Linked DNA regions of Mus musculus: region 2 is linked to region 1. Evidence: chromatin contacts called from public HiChIP or PLAC-seq data. All regions are on one chromosome and are shown on one strand. Each heading gives the region's core, a stretch centred on a gene start, on an enhancer-like site or on the middle of the called end of the contact. The rest is flanking DNA. Distances are from core to core; before and after follow the strand shown. Region 1 holds the start of Zswim5 (zinc finger SWIM-type containing 5). Region 2 overlaps Zswim5 (zinc finger SWIM-type containing 5).

Region 1 (3,802 bases), core at 442-2,941:
TATCATCATTTTCCTTTCTATTTTAAAAATTCAATATTCTTCAAGCAACTTTCATTTTTTAAGAATTATGGCAGGTGATAATCATCCCTTACTTAGAAATGATTTCTGTCTTTACAAATCTATTAGTGGAGTCAAGGAGACTGACATTAAAGAAGACACACACAGGCGTACTTGTGCGTGTGCACGCACACACACACACAATTCTGAAAAGAATGGGCATTATGAAAGCCCATGACTGTGGTAGGTGATTCATTTAAGATTCATTTAAGCAGAGACTGATACTTCATAATAATTCAATTATACTTGCAGAAATAATATCATATTATTTCTGAAATATTATTTTTGAAAATGTTTATGAAAGAAGCAATTGACCACATATTTAATTCTTACATGCTATATGCACAGATATTGTTGTCAGCTTCCTTTTACAAATCATGAGTCGTGATTAGCACCACACGACCATTAAGAGCGATTCACATCTAGGTTATAGCCGGAGCTCTTTTCTTCAGAGATTACTGCAAAACCAAACTAATTTGGCTGCAGTCTACCTTCTCTTATTCGTTCTTTGTACTACTCTCTCTAGCTGAACTCAGCTATAGGATGTTTTCTAATACAGTTCCTGGAACTTTTTAAAAGTTGTAGTGATTATGTCACAACTCCGTGTTTATGAAGAAGTTACTGTTGAAGTTGTCACTCGTGAGTACCCACTAATGTACCTGGGTGAGGGGACACCACAGTGAAGAAAATGGACATGACCTTCATTGTTATGGAGTTAGGCAGTTAGACATCAAATAACAAAAGACGCATTAAATTTTAGGTAAATTCAGGGGAATGAATAGAAGACGGACAAGAAAAACATGAAAATCCTAATTTAAACCCGAGGTAAGGGATCAGAGAATTCTATCAGAAACTACACAAAAGTGTTGGTTCCTCCCCCCCCCCCCGCCCCCTGTAGGATGCAAGGTGCTAAACCCCTCAAAGAACCCCACGAGGGTGCTGCTGCCTCAGCAGTGAGGTCCTGGCGCCCCATTGTTCGGACTGGCTGATGGACTTAGCCAGTTTCTGAGCCGGCGGGGACGCCGATGCTGTCCTATATTGTGACACGGGGAGAGTTTTCATCCCGCGAACTTTTTGATTCTACCCTCTACTCCCACCCGGTGGCTTCCTTCTTAGCATCTTTCTGCTTGGTTGGTGCCCCTTGGGTTGCGACAGTCGCTTGTCCGTTCTGTCTGCTGCAGGAGCCTCACTGGAGTTGTTTCCTCTCCTCATGCCCCTCAAGCCTGTTACTTCATGGCGACAGCTGGCGGCCGGGTCTTTTCATTTGGCCACGCGGCCATCCTCGCCCGCCCGCAGGTGCGCCGGAGGCACCTGGTGCCGGGCGCTCCTCGTCCTTGGCGGCCCGCGGCCCCGCACGAGCGCTCGGATTGTGTTCCGGGCTGGCTGCGCCCGGAGCGCGCCCGCAGTCTGTGCTCGCCCCCGCGTCTCCTCGCGCCCGCGGCGGCCCCGGACGGCGCGCGTCGCCTCGCGCTGGTCCTCAGGCCAACCAGCGCCGGCCCGAGCGGCGCGAGCACGGGACCGGCGCCCCGGCTTCCCACTCGGGCCGGCGGGCTCGTGGGTTCGTTCGCCCCGCCCCCTCCCCACAGCGCCGCCGCTGGGCGCTTGCGCGGGGCGCGTGGCCGTGGCTGGGGTCTCCGCCGCAGCCCGAGCAGCCGCCTCCGCCTCAATCAGTCAGTCAGTCAGTCCCCAGCAATGGCGGAAGGAGGTGAGCGAGAGGAGCTGCTTTCGCCGCCGCCGATCTCTCCGGCCAAGAGGCTGTGCTCTTGGCCCAGCCCGCAAGCTCACCACCCCCGCGGGACTCCCGGGGCAGCCGGCGGAGGGGCGGGGGGCGGCGGCGGCGGCTGCCTGGCCCCCGGGGCCCGCCCCCACCTGCAGCCGGAGTCCTTGCTGGACTGCGCCGCCAAGACGGTGGCGGAAAAGTGGGCGTACGAGCGGGTGGAGGAGCGCTTCGAGCGGATCCCGGAGCCGGTGCAGCGCCGCATCGTCTACTGGTCCTTCCCGCGGAATGAGCGGGAGATCTGCATGTACTCCAGCTTCCAGTACCGGGGCGGCCCGGGAGCCGGCGCGGCTGCCGGCGCGGCGGGGGCTTCGCCGGTCGAGGAGGGGCCGCCGCCACCCCCCGGGGCCGCCGCTCCGGCCGGCTCCGCCCCCGGGGCCGCCGGGGCGGGCTCGTCCCCCGGGCTGGGCGCTGGGACTGGAACGGCGAGCGGCGGCTGCGGCGGCGGCGAGGGGCTGCCGTTCCGCCGGGGCATCCGTCTGCTGGACAGCGGCTCCGTGGAGAACGTGCTTCAAGTCGGTAGGTGCTGCCCGGCCCCTCTCGGCCCCCTGCCTCTTCTGCAGGTGCCTTCCCAAGCCCTGGGTCAAAACCCAGGCTTTCTGCCCAACTCCGGCATCCCCGCCAAGGACAAAAAAGTGGCATAAAAAACTTTTCCCAAGGTTTCCTTCAGGTCCACTACTGCTCTTTCCCCTACCGGCTGCCCTATTTCTTTTTCTTTTTGTTTGAAGAGCGAGTAGGTCTCTCTCTCTCTCTCTCTCTCTCTCTCTCTCTCTCTCTCTCTCTCTCTCTCTCCCCCCTATACTCTCATACTAAAGGAATAACCGTGTGATGTGCCCTTTTCGAAACGCGTTTTACTGATTTAAGTTTAGAGGGAAAGGAGGGAAAGGGAGCAATAGGTTTTAGAGGGAATGTTTGAGGGACAGGCTGTCACAGTCAATCTGTAGTTATAGCAGATTGAATCTGAGTGTAATTAACTTTCACATCGGAAAAAGCAACAGAATACTGTGCATTTTAGACAATTTAAATTGTCTGTTTTAATATCCCTCCCCCCGACCAGTGATGCCTGGGAATCTAGGCTGCAGATTAACAATAACGGAAGATGGAAATGTGACAGCTTCTCTTTTCTACACCCCCATCCATGGGAAAGGGGGAAAAAAGCTACACAATCTGGAGTGGGGGCGGGGTCTGCCTTCCTTGTCAGACTGGGGTAAATCAAAAGCCAGTCACGTTGGATGTTTCAAATGCTTTCATTTAACGCGTCCTCGTATTCGCTTTTGTTTTATCTTTTTGTTTGTACAAAAATGGAAACTGATTTTAAAAAATCTACTCGTTCTCTTGAGCGTCTAGTTAGTTTGTTAATCTTATTAAGTATTTAAAGTGTACCTGATTTGTGAAATGATTACGGAGGAAGAAAGAAACGACATTGTTTAACATTGATTTGCTATGCATAATATTAAAACATTTATGGGGGGTCCTATTTGAATTATTATAGCATTCTGGAAGTGCACATCTCTATGCACATTATTGTACACTATATGCTTATATTTACTAAGGGAAATAGTGATTTCTCTAAAGTTGAATGAAGGACATTTCACAGGCTCAGGGACACATGCATATATATAAATCCAAACATCCAGCTGTCTTCTCTTCAGGTAAAACCAACATATTTGGAATTATTTTCCTTTGAAAACTAGTACATCACAGTTTCTTACATAGAACAGTCTCTCCTAGTTATTAAGAATGAATAGATTCTGTCGTATTTTTAAAAAGCATATTATAATTTTTAAATAAATATGAAATGAATATTCATTCTGCTTATTTGAAAGATGCTAGTGCTTTGTGTATTTGTGTATATTTTAGAAAGAATGAGTTGGATAAATAGGCAATTAGGGTAGACAGCTTTAATATTGAAGTGTTGAAAACATGAAAATTAATGTGTTTCATTTTATTAATCTATAAGCTTTAATC
Region 2 (3,802 bases), core at 827-3,326, 98 kb after region 1:
TCCCCACAGCCCATGTAAAATAATGCAGGCATTGTATTGTGTACTTTAAAATCCCAGGGCAGGGCAGGCAGAGACAGCAGATTCCAGTCTAGCTTAGCGCAATTGGCTAGTTATAGGACAGTGAGAGATTTAACCTCAAAAAAAAGCCAGCAAGATGACCTAAGTTTGATTGCTGGACCCTCCATACACATGCCTGCACTCACACTCATAGGCCAAATGCACTAATGAAAAAAAAAAAAGAAGGCATTTTAAAAATTGTAAGAGGTGGATAATGTCTGAGGAATAACACCCAAGGTTGTCTCTGGACTCCACAGTCTATAAGTATACGTGTTCACACACAAGAGCACACACACATAAAAATAACACTGTGTTTGAAACTGCAGTTACCCCATGCTAGGAACTAGGATGCAGTCTGTGTTCGTCATCAGGCTGTCTTCTTTTCTCTGCCTCATCTTCCTAGCATCCTTTATAACAGGATAGAACCTGTTTGATCTAGTTTAAACTTCTCCTGCAACGATTGTCTGGTTTACATCAGTTTGTCCTTAGCTTTCCTAGAGTGCATTCATTCTAAAATATAGCTTGGGAGCCTGGTATGGTGGTAACTTAACCTCAGAAACTGGGAGACAGGGAAGGTGGGTCTCTGCGAGTTTGATGCTAGTATGGTCTATGTAGCAAGTTCTAGACCATACTAGCTAGGGTTCTAGACCAGCTAAGGTTACACGGTAAGACTCTGTTTCCAAAACCCAACTAACTAAATAAAATAAACAAACAAGCAAGCCAAGGGGGTTGTTACAGTACAGGAGTAAATGATATACAGAGGCAGAGGCCAGCAGATTTCCATGCTGGAGACCTTTCCAAGCTAGCTCTAGCCTCATAGCTCAGCTCTAGCCTCATAACTCAGCTCTAGCCTCATAGCTCAGCTCTAGCCTCATAGCTCAGCTCTAGCTACCTTGAACTATTTGCCATACTCCAAAGAAATTATCTAGACTTCCTTTATGGTCTTATTTATATATGATTAAACATATGTACTCTTTGCTAAGAAAGTCTTCCTTGTTTACCTCCCCATTCATAATCATTCTTGTACTTCAAGTGTAGCTCAGATATTTTCAGTATAGGTGTTTATCATGTCAGTGCCTTATAATTGTCTGTCTAGGTCTCATTCATGAGCCCTTTAGAGCAGCTGTCGTGCCTTCTCTATTTTTGTACTTCCTTTGCCCAGTGCACTATCTGGCATATAATATAGGTCCTCAGGATACAGGGTTACTAATGAATGTATTAATCATTTGATAATGAAGCTAGATATGGTGGTACAGGCTTATAATCCCAAAACTTGAAAGCACAGGGAATCAGGAATTCAGGGCTAGTGTCAGCTGCATGTCAGAGTTCACAAGGAGTCTAGGCTACATGAGACCCTGCCTCTGACAATAAAACTAATCATCTGATACTGAGGCTTTTCCCTTAGACGGCTAGCAGCTGCTCCACCAGGTTCCCATAGTGCATGTTCACAGAGAATCTGCTTCTTATTGTTCTAGTTGTATATCCCATCACACTGAGGCTAGAGGAGCCCTTTCAAGATGGCTTCTTCCACTTATATCCTCGAAGATAAAAGGCACAGTCCCTGTTCTAAAGCACACACCAAGTTGAACTGAGAAACTGGACTGAACATGGACCCCTTTGTCTGTCAAACATAGGACTTTCCTGTTTGAAATGTTAACTCTAACAGAATGTTTCTTTCCTGCCTGGTAGAGCATGTGCCTACAGCCTGTGCTCGGGTTGATGCACTGCGATCTCATGGGTATCCAAAAGAGGCTCTCAGACTCACGGTGGCCATCATTAATACTCTGAGGTTGCAGCAGCAGCGGCAGCTAGAGATCTACAAACATCAGAAGAAAGGTATAGTGATTAGGAATCCTCTAACATCCTGGGGTCTCAGGGTGATAAGGACCTGCAGGAGATAAAAAGATGAAGAACCTAATTTTCATTCAGTACCATGGGCTTGAGAATTCCAAGTAATTCTACTTGCTGAGTGGAGTGCCTTCTTGCTATTCCTGTGAATCTCAGTTTTATTTGCTGAATGTAAAATAGGAACAATGAGCCTGCTTTTCACTGGAAGCTTCCAGGCTTCCACCTGGAAGGCCCACTAAGACCTGGAGAAGATGCTTTTGAAACTGTAAAGCTGTCTCCATATATGCACTGCCAGCAGACAGTATAAACTAGAGCTGGCTGGTGAGCTTGCGGTCGAGCCAATCAAGCAGACATAACAATAAGGGGAGCTTTTCTTTGACTTTCTGGTCAAGGACTGAATGATACTGATTAGGAAATGAAAGCAAAAGAAAAGCACATTCCCACATCTCTCGGTCTAAAACTTGAAACCTGCTTGCTTCCAGAGTTGTTGCAGAGAGGAACGACAACAATCACAAACCTGGAGGGCTGGGTGGGCCATCCCCTGGATCCCATTGGCTGCCTGTTTCTCACTTTGACTGAAGCCTGCCGCCTGAATGATGACAGCTACATGGAGATGTCAGGTACAAGGGTCAGCCTGAAACAAGCATCTCTCTGCAAACTCTGTGGTCTGCCCGTGTGTCCTGCTTTCGTACTTTACCTTACAAGCTTCCTTAGGGGGATAAGAAAGGTGAGAGGAATTTTAGGAGTCAGAGGAAAAAAGTTCGGAGCAGTCTAGAAGTGGGAGACCATCTCTATGAGAAGTGTGTGCGTCAAGTAGTCATGGCAGTGCCCACCTGTAGCCACAGCTACTCTCAGGAGGCTAAAACAGGAAGATCATTTGAGCCCAGGGTTTTAAGGCTAGCTGGACCCTCCCCCAAACACCTACTTCTCTCCTCCTCCTCCTCCTCCTCCTCCTCCTCCTCCTCCTCCTCCCCCCTCCTCCTCCTCCTTTCCCTCCTCCCCCTCCTCCTCCTTTCCCTCCTCCCCCTCCTCCTCCTCCTCCTCCTTTCCCTCCTCTCCCTCCTCCTCCTCTTCCTCTTCCTCCTCCTCTTCTTCTTTTTAAGCCAAGTAAGATGGCTCAGGTCTATAATCTCAGCATTCAAGAAGCTGAAGCTGGTGAATTTTAACAGAAAAGGTCATCCTGGATCACACAGTATAAGGCCCTGCCTCAAAAAAAACAACAAAGTAGACGGCTGGAGAGAGAGCTTAAAGGTTAAAAGCACTGGCTGCTCTTCCAGAGGTCCTGAGTTCAATTCCCAGCAACCACATAGTGAGTGGTTCACATCCATCTATACTGGGATCTGATGCCCTCTTCTGGCATGCAGGTGTACATGCTGATAGAGCACTCATACATTAAATAAATAAACCTTTTTAAAAGCAACAATAAAGTATCTTTCTTTAAAACCATATAATACTCTTAGCAGGATCTTGTTGTCGTTTCCCTTTGGCACCCCAATCCTTGAGATCTCTGTTGAGAGAATTTAGACAGTGCTGGGTGTGATGGCACACATCTTTAATCCCAGCACTTGGTAGGCAGAGGCAAACAGAGCTCTATGAATTTGAGGCTAACCTTGTCTACACGTAGCAAGTTCCAGACCAGCCAGGGCTATATAGTGAGTCCCTGACTCAAAAGCAAACAAATAAAAACAAAACCTAGACAAGACACATAGAGTGTAGTATAGAAGATCCTCAGACTCTATTAGAAGTAGGAAGGTACATTCTCAAAGGGAGAGTGGACAGTGGTCAGAGGGGCCTTGCACAGCAGGATACCTTCAGAGAGTGAGCAATGACTAAAGAGACTACACTTTTAGGTAGGCTTTATATTATTTCTGAAACTGCTGGAACAGTTTGAGAAACA

What was found. HiChIP or PLAC-seq counts read pairs in DNA pulled down with a chosen protein or histone mark.
Region 2: an H3K27ac HiChIP or PLAC-seq map of SST interneurons shows a contact between it and region 1, with 4 times the contacts expected there. The contact joins the enhancer-like site here to the promoter of Zswim5 in region 1. A contact is called at or near these places in 10 of 39 promoter capture datasets (the 3T3-L1 cell line, the HPC-7 cell line, embryonic stem cells and 4 more), 1 of 15 datasets of contacts at CTCF or cohesin (the NIH/3T3 cell line), 20 of 484 Hi-C or Micro-C datasets (the N1E-115 cell line, bone marrow-derived macrophages, cardiomyocytes and 11 more), 17 of 115 datasets of contacts at active chromatin or transcription factors (SST interneurons, astrocytes, craniofacial prominence and 8 more) and 4 of 9 other capture datasets (adipose tissue, embryonic stem cells, liver and 1 more).

The regions. Positions count from the first base shown.
Region 1 is chr4:116,875,711-116,879,512 of GRCm38.p6, forward strand. It overlaps Zswim5 (zinc finger SWIM-type containing 5), which reads left to right and starts at 1,692. Exons shown (of 14, transcript NM_001029912.2): 1 at 1,692-2,353. The coding sequence starts at 1,750.
Region 2 is chr4:116,973,450-116,977,251 of GRCm38.p6, forward strand. It overlaps Zswim5 (zinc finger SWIM-type containing 5), which reads left to right. Exons shown (of 14, transcript NM_001029912.2): 7 at 1,747-1,893; 8 at 2,388-2,525. Among named protein-coding and RNA genes, the nearest start is that of Urod, 19 kb to the right of the region's middle. Within about 2 kb of position 2,077, at least 1 of the 459 cell types and tissues checked has an H3K27ac peak or open chromatin away from gene starts, as enhancers often do. A contact at or near this core is called in SST interneurons, where this site is marked.